2 separate regions of the Gossypium arboreum genome follow, and region 2 is linked to region 1. Evidence: chromatin contacts called from public Hi-C data. All regions are on one chromosome and are shown on one strand. Each heading gives the region's core, a stretch centred on a gene start, on an enhancer-like site or on the middle of the called end of the contact. The rest is flanking DNA. Distances are from core to core; before and after follow the strand shown. Region 1 holds the start of LOC108450782 (xyloglucan O-acetyltransferase 1-like). Region 2 holds the start of LOC108453785.

Region 1 (4,740 bases), core at 1,918-4,417:
ATTTTTCAAATGGTTATCTGAATGTATTTGCTAAACATTTCTATCACCATTCTTTTAAAATCATGAGTGAAGGAAATTTTGGGGGAAATATATTTTGAACTCTTCAAGAGTTTCAACAATAATCATAGCAAACTTTAATCATGATCCCTCTATAAAAATACAAATATGTATTTTGGATCATTTTATTATCCTCTTTCAACTACTATTCACCACATATGTTCAAATTATTTCAATTCATATAAATGAACAATTTCCCAAGAATTTCAATATGCTTCTAGCATTCTAAATCCTTTAAGTATTTTAATATAAACTTTACTATACAATGATTCATAAAAGGTTGTAATAACAACCATTAGAAGCAAGTTAAATCTTTTATGAACTGTCAGTTTACTAATATATCTAAATGTTATTACATCCACCACAAAAGAATATTATATCTTTTTATAACCATTGCCAGTACTTAGCAAAAACTTCATATTTTATTTTGTTTTTGCAAAACTACTTCATTTGTACCCTTACTAGTTTTATACCTTTAGATATTTGGACTACTGGTCCAAAAACTCCACGAATTTAATTGTATTTGAGTTGCATCTTTCTATTTTGAACAATCTATTCTATATTTATATTTCTCAATAGATTTATTCAAGATTCTCCTTTTATTTCATTATTTCAACAATAATATTGCATGCAAAACCATTGTCGACCACTTTTATTATCGGTTTGACATTTTCTTAAATTGACATAACTTATTAATATCTCTTATTTTTACTATTTTAATCTTCAGTTTCAGGTACCTGAATCTCTTCTGGAGTTTACTTATTAATTATGTCTTGGGTCTCTTCTAGAGCACCCGCCTTCAATATATGACCATCTAGATTTATTATTTTGTTTTATAAGAATTTTCATATTTGGAACTTATAATTAGTTATCCTTATTGAATTTCTAGTTCAAATTACGCTCCCCCCTAACTCATTACAAGTTATTATTTTTATCTCCCTAATGTCATGAAAACTATGGAATCAAAATAGTAATCACAAATCATGTCATAATTAAATCTCTAATACATTGAAAACATATAATAATACAATGAGACTCATAATTAATATATATTCTCAACTTTTTGTGGTGGAACAATTGGAACATATATGCACATACAAAAATTTAAAGATTAGAAATATTTAGCTCTTGACCAAAAATCAATTATAATGGGGAGTATTTATAACTTATTGGCTTGATGCGTAAGCATGTAAATCAACATAATCTCATGTTGAAATAGAAAGTTTAGTTCTCATAAGTAATGGTTTAAACATTAATCAAAGGCGTTCAATTAATAGTTTCTCTAAACCATTATGCGTATAAATAACAAACTTTTATAAAAGTTTTTCAAACTTAATCAATAAAAGATTGAGATATAAACTCATCAGTATTAGTAAGATGAATTATCTTAATTACATTATATGAAATAATTATTTAAATAAACAATCTTGCAAACGACAGGTTACAAGTTGATAACACATACGTGATTATTTTGTAGATGCATCTACCAAAATCATATAATATCAAAATTATTCTCATGGTGGATGAATGGACCCATATTCATTTTAGAAGTGCAAGACATTAAATCTCAACTTTAGCTAGTGAGTTTCTAAGAATCAATTTTCATTGAGAACAAACAACAAATTAGAATTCTTTAAATTAAAAAATCTTCTGGTTCTTTAATAAATATCCATATGAATTCTTAATTAATTTTTTCATCATATATGATCCAGGATGGTTTAACTAATCACACCAAATATTTTACTTTAGATGGAATTACCATATTTTATTGCTTATAAGTAGATCTTTCACAGTCAAATATTTTACTTTTAATCCTTTAATGGGGATGATGACAAAAGAAGATTATAAAGATAATCACAGTTAATTCAATTTAATAACAAGAGTAATCAATAACTCAATCCTCTCTTTTTTCATCCTTTCAAAATAGATATTTATAGCAATAGTGATTTATATGAAATATAATTTTTATTCATTCACAATCTCAATATGAGATCCATTATAAATATCTTTTAAAACCAATGGATTAACCATCACAAGATATTAATATATTAGCTCTTCTAGAGCTTTCGACTAATTTTGTACTCCCAAATATTGAAATAATATCGGTTTTTGTTTTCTTTTGCATTCACTTTGGGGAATATAATAGATTTACTAGGATGAACTTATAAACGTCCCAAATTTCATAATAACCATCGTAAACACGTGTGGATTTCAAATCAAAATTTATCTATTCATGTTGTCATGATTAGTCTCGAATTATAATAAATATGACATAATAAATAAATCATAATAAAATATATCTGAAGATCTAAGTGATTAAAGGTTTTAATGATTACTCATAGTGCGCAGGCCTCAATTGAAGACTAAAATTGCAATAGCTCTAGAAGGCAATCGACAAAACCTTGAGCAGTAGATCTGGAATGTCTGTATTATAAAATAAAAGAGAATCGTGCAGATAATGTGTTATAAAATAAAAAGACAGAAAGTAAAGGACAAAGAGAATGGGAGAGCAAAAAGAGAGCGTATTTTATTGATCAATCGAAATTTTTACAATGCTTCTCCAAAATCTATATTTACAGACATAAGAAGTATAAATGAAATAGAACTCTACTTCTAATGACTATTAGAATTTAAAATATATCAAAACTTATCTAGATCTTGATGGACATTTACTTAATAAAATATTTATAACAATATTTAGAATAGAAGTGTTTTTAAAAATAACATATAATAAAATTTTAAAATTTAATTAAAATTATTAATTGGTTTAGTGATGAAGAATTTGTTATAAATTTATTAAAATTATTCTTTAAAATGTTAATTTTAATTTAATTTTATGGAAAAATAAAAAGAAACTATCAAAATAATAATAATTTAATAAAAAGATATATTAATTATTTCCTAATTGAAATGATACCAAATTAAATAATCAAGTCCTTCTGATTTGAGATAACTAATGAAATCAATTTCCTTAACATTTTCTCTTATCTAAATAAAAATAAGTTAATGAAACGAAGATATGATTTCTTTTCTATTACTTCAATCCAAATATAGGATTAATAAATATCAATTAATATTATATTTAAATCCAACTTTTAACACTAACGGGTCAGATCCAACCATCGACTAAGTCACAGCTATGGCTATAAACAACGATTTCCCGCTGGATATTTTGGCCGACTCGCTTAGCTTATCGTAGCAAAACAAGCTGTCGTTTTGCCTGAAACGCTTACTGTAACATCCACAGTGTTGTAAGGCTAGAATTAACCCTCAACTCAAAGCCAAATAACCCAGAAAACAAAAGAACAAAGGAGCAGTGCAAGTATTTCTCTTTCCAACATGGAGGTAATGAGTCCACTCAAACCCCATCCTAACTCTCCCTCCCCCACCAAGAAGTTGCTGCCTTTCGCTCTTTATGCTCTCCTCCCCATAGCTCTTCTTCGCTTCTACTTTCACCCTTTTCATCACCTCCCTCCCAACAATCCCACCATCCTCACCAAAGGTATTTTCAGCAACCAAAAGTACTTGTCAACCTTTTATCCTTAATTACCATGAGTTTTTAGTTATTGGGTGATATTAATGAACCAACTTTTTTTGTTCTTTTATAGAAGAAGAAATAGTTTATGAAACTCCATGTGACTACACCGACGGCAGATGGGTACACGACAAGATGGGGCCTCTGTACAATGGCACAACCTGTGGTACAATCAAGGACGGTCAAAATTGTATCTCTCATGGGAGACCTGACTTGGATTACCTTTATTGGAGATGGCGACCAAGCCAATGCAAGCTCCCCAGGTTTAATCCCAATACTTTCTTGCATCTCTTAAGTAACAAGCACATAGCTTTTATCGGAGATTCCATGGCTAGGAACCAACTGGAATCACTTCTTTGTATGCTAGCCACTGCCTCCAATCCTAACCTGGTTTATAGAGGTGGGGAGGATAACAAGTTTCGTACATGGCATTTTGCTTCTCATAACATTACTATATCAGTTTACTGGTCACCATTTCTAGTTAAAGGTGTTGAGAAATCAAAAGCTGGTCCAAATCATAATGAATTATATGTGGACACTGTTGATGAGAAGTGGGGTTCTGATTTGGACCATATAGATATGATTCTACTCTCGATAGGGCATTGGTTTCTTCATCCAGCAGTTTATTATGAGGGTGATTTAGTATTAGGTTGTCATTACTGCCCTGGACTAAATCACACTGAAATTGGATTTTACGATGTGATGAGGAAGGCCTTAAAGACTGCGCTTAAGACAATAATTGAGAGAAAAGGGGCTAATGGTAATAGAATTGATGTGTTCCTCGCCACGTTTTCACCTTCACATTTTGAAGGTGAATGGAATAAGGCTGGTGCTTGTCCAAAGACTAAACCTTTTAAGGAAGGAGAGAAGATGCTTGAAGGGATGGATGCAGATATGAGAGCAATTGAGGTTGAAGAAATAGAAGCTGTCAAGGTAAATGCTGAACAAAGTGAAGGATTGAGGATTGAGATGTTGGATGTGACCAAATTATCGTTGATGAGACCGGATGGTCATCCGGGGCCTTACATGTATCCGTTTCCGTTTGCGAATGGGGTTCGAGAGCGCGTGCAGAACGATTGCGTGCATTGGTGTCTGCCTGGTCCTGTAGATACTTGGAATCAGATATTGTTGGAAGTTATCAGGAAATG
Region 2 (4,648 bases), core at 1,314-3,813, 160 kb before region 1:
AGGATCTTGGAATGAGATAGGCCTACATGGTCTTTTGTATCGATGATGATAATCTCATTCCTTAGTATATCTTACATTTTACATCAAACAAATATGACACATTAATGTTAAAGTAAATCTTCAGAGTAATATGTTAGAGGATATCAGTAGAGCACAAGTGGCTTTACCACGCTTGATAACCTGAGAGGCTTCATCATGCTTGAAAGATGTTATTATTCTGTTGATGATAAAGCCGATGCAACATATGGTCCTAGAAGTGACATTATTTTGTGAACTGGGTATTATTAGTATGCAATGCTCTTTACTGTGAAAAACACAACCATCAATATTATCATTCACAGTAGCTGATTTCATCTGGCTTCCTTGTCATCACATCCAAATGGGTTTATGCCGTTCCATTGTACACGATGTGATCAATGGTGATTGGTGATCATGTTCACTCACTAAGCCTCGCCTGTTAATCCCTGTAATCAGAGAATCATATAACAGTTTGAGAATAGTGGTTCACAGCCCTTTAGTCAAATCTTTCAATCCAAACAACATAATTTTAATTGCCTACTTTTGGTTGTTTATAGCTTTTATCAGCAATGATTTCTTCTAAATCGAACATTTTTGTCTCTTTAAGAGGCCTGCTTTTTGATTGAGCTGGAAATTGTTCAATAATTGACCCCAAAAGAATTATCTGGCACGAAAATAACAAATCACTCCTTCCCTGACAGCTCGTCATGTTCTTCCTTATGTGAATGTTTGGCCCAATGCAGGGATTTCTTTGAATTTGGCTTCTACATACATGTGATATAGTTAGTGTTGAAGATTACTTCTACCTGTATAAGCCTTGCCTACAGAAGAATACAAGTTTTGATAGTGAACTTAAAATTTTTGTGAAGCTTACTGTTTTTTCTATTGTTGAAAACAGATATTTAATGATTTCTTGCACAATGAATATGGAGGATCTGGAACACTGTTGGTGGAGCCTTTCACAGATATGTTTGTAGCTTTGAAGGAGAAGAAATTACCTGGAGCACCTGTTGCTGCTCGGGCATCCTTGTTATGGGCCCAAAACCACCTTGATCATGATTGGGAGGTTTGGAACTCAAACTCTCCCAAATGATTTCCTCCACATGTTTCATAACATATTTTTCCATTATCATCACATTCATAACATTATTTTCCATTATCATCAGATTGTACCTATGTTACTTGGAGTCAAATATTTACTCAAACTCAGATATGAGTGTTAGATATAGATGTGTATCAGACACGGATATGATTAAACTTTTCTAAAGTTTTTTTATACAATTGGAGGATCTTGAAAGTCATATTCTCGTGTCCATAAAATAAAGAGTTTGATCAACATAGCATTGTGTTGTACTTTTTGAAAGTGATCAAGTTTGGGATTTGTATGAAAGCAGTGAGTGAAAGACTGAAAATCCTAATTTCATATTAGAATACTACTTGTAATACAATTTAGGATCCAATGTTCCTCTGAACTGAGAAGCTATACATATGTTTATTTTTCTTGAAACAGATTTCAATTTGGGAGCTTTGATTGCAAGTTGAAATCTTTGGTTATCACCTTCATTCGATTGGTGAATTTCCATTTTCCCTAATTTCGGGTTTCATTGAACAAAAGAGGCAGTTCATTGCCATTCCCAAAACCAATCTGCACTTAAGAAAAGAAACTTGAAAACAAAACTATTAGCCTACAGCCTCAGAGATGCTCTGTAATGATGGCCGCCATGATTTTGACCTCATTGAAGCAGCGTTCACAGATGATGTCCGTGAGATTTGTCTTTCATTCTTTAGTTCCTGGAAAGTTTAGAACATAAGCGCTTAAGTTTTTAGGATTGAATGAGAAAGAAAGATTCAAATGAAACATGAAATGTTTTCCAAACTGGTTTAGTTTGTATCTAATCTTAATGCAGATGGAAACTTTAACAATCAATTTATGATATCCTTCCAATATGATTATCATAATTTGCTTATAGTTCCCATGGCGAGTAACTGGTGTTTGAGGACCCATATTCACAGATTGCTTAGCTGGGAAGAACATATATGAAAGATAAGTGAGAGCCATACTTGGTTGGTGATGTGTGCGTCAGACTTTCCTCCTGAAGTTAGGTTGTCTTGTCCATGGTGCTGCAATTTTTTCATGGATTCCCTTTTGGTTTTTGCATATTTCTTGGCTCTCATGAACTTCATGACCTCTGCAGGGACAGGAAACAAGAGAGAGTTGAGAAATCAATATAAAAGAAAGACAATCTTGCAAATAAAGAAAGTGAAGAAGACCTTGAGAAGTGATAAGGCGATAAGCGTGGCCAAGGGAAAGAGTATCGGTGGGGCGGAGGAGCTTAACACGGGTGAAACGCACCGTATCTCGATCTTGATGATGGTTGGCTTCCTCCTCTTGGGAAACAGGCAAGGGAATGATGAGAGAAACGTAATGACCGGGATTCATTCTCATAACTTCACTGACGGGAATGGGCCAATATAACCTCTCAAGCCTCCCGGAGGGATGCTGAATGACCAAGGCCGCCGCATCGATGGCTTGGCAATTCCCCATGAATTCTGAAAAAGGAAGAAGAAGATAAGGAAAGGAAGGGAAGAGGAGGTTAAGTAAGCAGAAGTCTCTTTCTAATACGACCCTACACAAAAAGTCTCACTCAACTCAACCAAGCACAAGCAGGCCTTTCCTCATTTCCCAACTAACTTATTATATACCCTTGCCTTGCCTCTCACTATTCACATCCAAAACGGCAACACATAATTTACAATCAGGATGTTATAATTAGTTTATGGAAAGCCGGCATGAGCTACACGTGGAGAAATGTGAGGAGTTGGGGTCAAAGTGTTGAAAGTCATAATTAGAGGGATAGGACTAAATAATTTGTGTGTGAAAAAAATACAGTAATTATAATACAAGTGAGCATGCGTGTGAGTGAGAGGGAGATTCCTTTGGCTGGACAATGATTTGACAACCCACCGCCTTATCCGCCATAGTATACTTTTTTATGCTCCTCCGCCTTAGGGATTACCCTGCCTTTATATTTCCTTTTTCTTTTAATTTTTAAATTATGAGTATTGTTAGGAATGGTAAATTTTAATATGCATTTTAAAATATAATTATTTATTACAAAATTGAAATTTTTATTTGAGAGTATTTTTAAAAAATAATAATAAAAAATACAATGTGTACGCTTTGAACTCATACTAATTAGATCACTCAACTAAAGTTTCATTTTAACATGTTTTATTCATTATTATGTTAACATGCATAATTTGTTATCTACTTCAGCTTTATACAACATCATGATAACAAAATTGTTATGTATTTAATATTATTAATATGATGTATTTGTGTTTAAATTTCAGACACTTATAACTTAATCTTATTTATTTATTTTAATATCATACATATTTTATTCGTTATTATGATTAATTAGTTTCAAATCATATGTTTTATTATATATTGTATGCGAAACACTCTAGTAATAGTACATATAGAGAAACCCATGGAGGTCAAAGAGCATCCCATGGATGTCAACTAATTCAAACGGGCTCATTTGACCCGCTTGAATTGGTTTGACTCATGGTACATATGGAGAAACTTATCTACTTGAAACATTGGTGACCAGTGAAACACTCTAGTAAAATTAGAGTTACTATTGTAAATCATAAGGGATAAAGATGTATAGAACTTAAATCCCTTAAGACTCTCATCTTGTAGATGGGCTCTAATCTCGATCGTTGATGTAACTTAATTTGTACCATTAGATTTGAGAGAGTTCAACTATAAATAAAAGTCTTCCCCTTCATTTGTAATCACTCAATATAAAATATTTTTTAGAGAATTTACTCAAACACCTAGTGTACGTTATTTTTCTTGTGACAAGAGTAGGAAATTACCTAAGGTCGCGCGGTTTGCCAAACTAAAGTTCTAACCCCGTGACACATACATATGTAATAGGATTTTTAGTATTTATTATCCATTTTAAATTTAAATTAAATCTATTTTAAATAACATTATTTGAAAAATAATTAAATTTAGTAAAATGAATTTAGTATATAAAAAGTAATTCAAAAATATTTTTTAAATAAAACAAATTATGATATCGTTTTGTTATTCATAAAATATAAAGTTGCATTCAGATAATGAATACTGATAGTTCCTATCCACTTTGAATCGCTTCTGAATAGTAATTAAAATATTATTTAACTTTGAATATTATTGAATTTTGCATTATTTGTATCCATAAAAGCAATCAAATATTAAAAAATATTTAAAATTAGAATTTCTTTTAATATTAATATAATTATTTTTAATTAATATTAATATAAATATTACTATAAAATTATAAAATCAAAAAATAACATATAGGTATTGACGTGATTAGATATAATTGGTCAATATATTTTTTTTACAGTGTTAAGATTTAAGATGATATAGGTATTGATGTGGTTAGATATAATTATTTTAATAATTATATTTGATAGAAAATATATTTAAATATTTATTTATGATAAGTTTAAATGTGAATAAATAATGAAGTAAAATTTAACATTTTAATAATTTGTATTAAAATTTAAACCATCCATGTCTTTGTGTGAAGTTATCATATTGTGGGAAACTTTATATTTATTATCAGTA

Evidence for each region. A called contact is a pair of places that touch in the nucleus more often than the background predicts.
Region 2: a contact with region 1 is called in a Hi-C map of leaf, with 2.4 times the contacts expected there. The contact joins the promoter of LOC108453785 here to the promoter of LOC108450782 in region 1. A contact is called at or near these places in 2 of 5 Hi-C or Micro-C datasets (both in leaf).

What each region holds. Positions count from the first base shown.
Region 1 is chr5:67,015,662-67,020,401 of ASM2569848v2, reverse strand. It overlaps LOC108450782 (xyloglucan O-acetyltransferase 1-like), which reads left to right and starts at 3,167. Exons shown (of 2, transcript XM_017748549.2): 1 at 3,167-3,559; 2 at 3,666-4,740. The coding sequence starts at 3,397.
Region 2 is chr5:67,174,414-67,179,061 of ASM2569848v2, reverse strand. LOC108453785 reads right to left here and starts at 2,563. Exons shown (of 3, transcript XM_017752084.2): 1 at 2,290-2,563; 2 at 2,080-2,207; 3 at 1,510-1,809. The coding sequence starts at 2,563. The coding sequence ends at 1,699. LOC108453784 (protein PLASTID REDOX INSENSITIVE 2, chloroplastic-like) reads left to right here. Exons shown (of 4, transcript XM_017752081.2): 3 at 917-1,084; 4 at 2,214-2,686. The coding sequence ends at 2,237.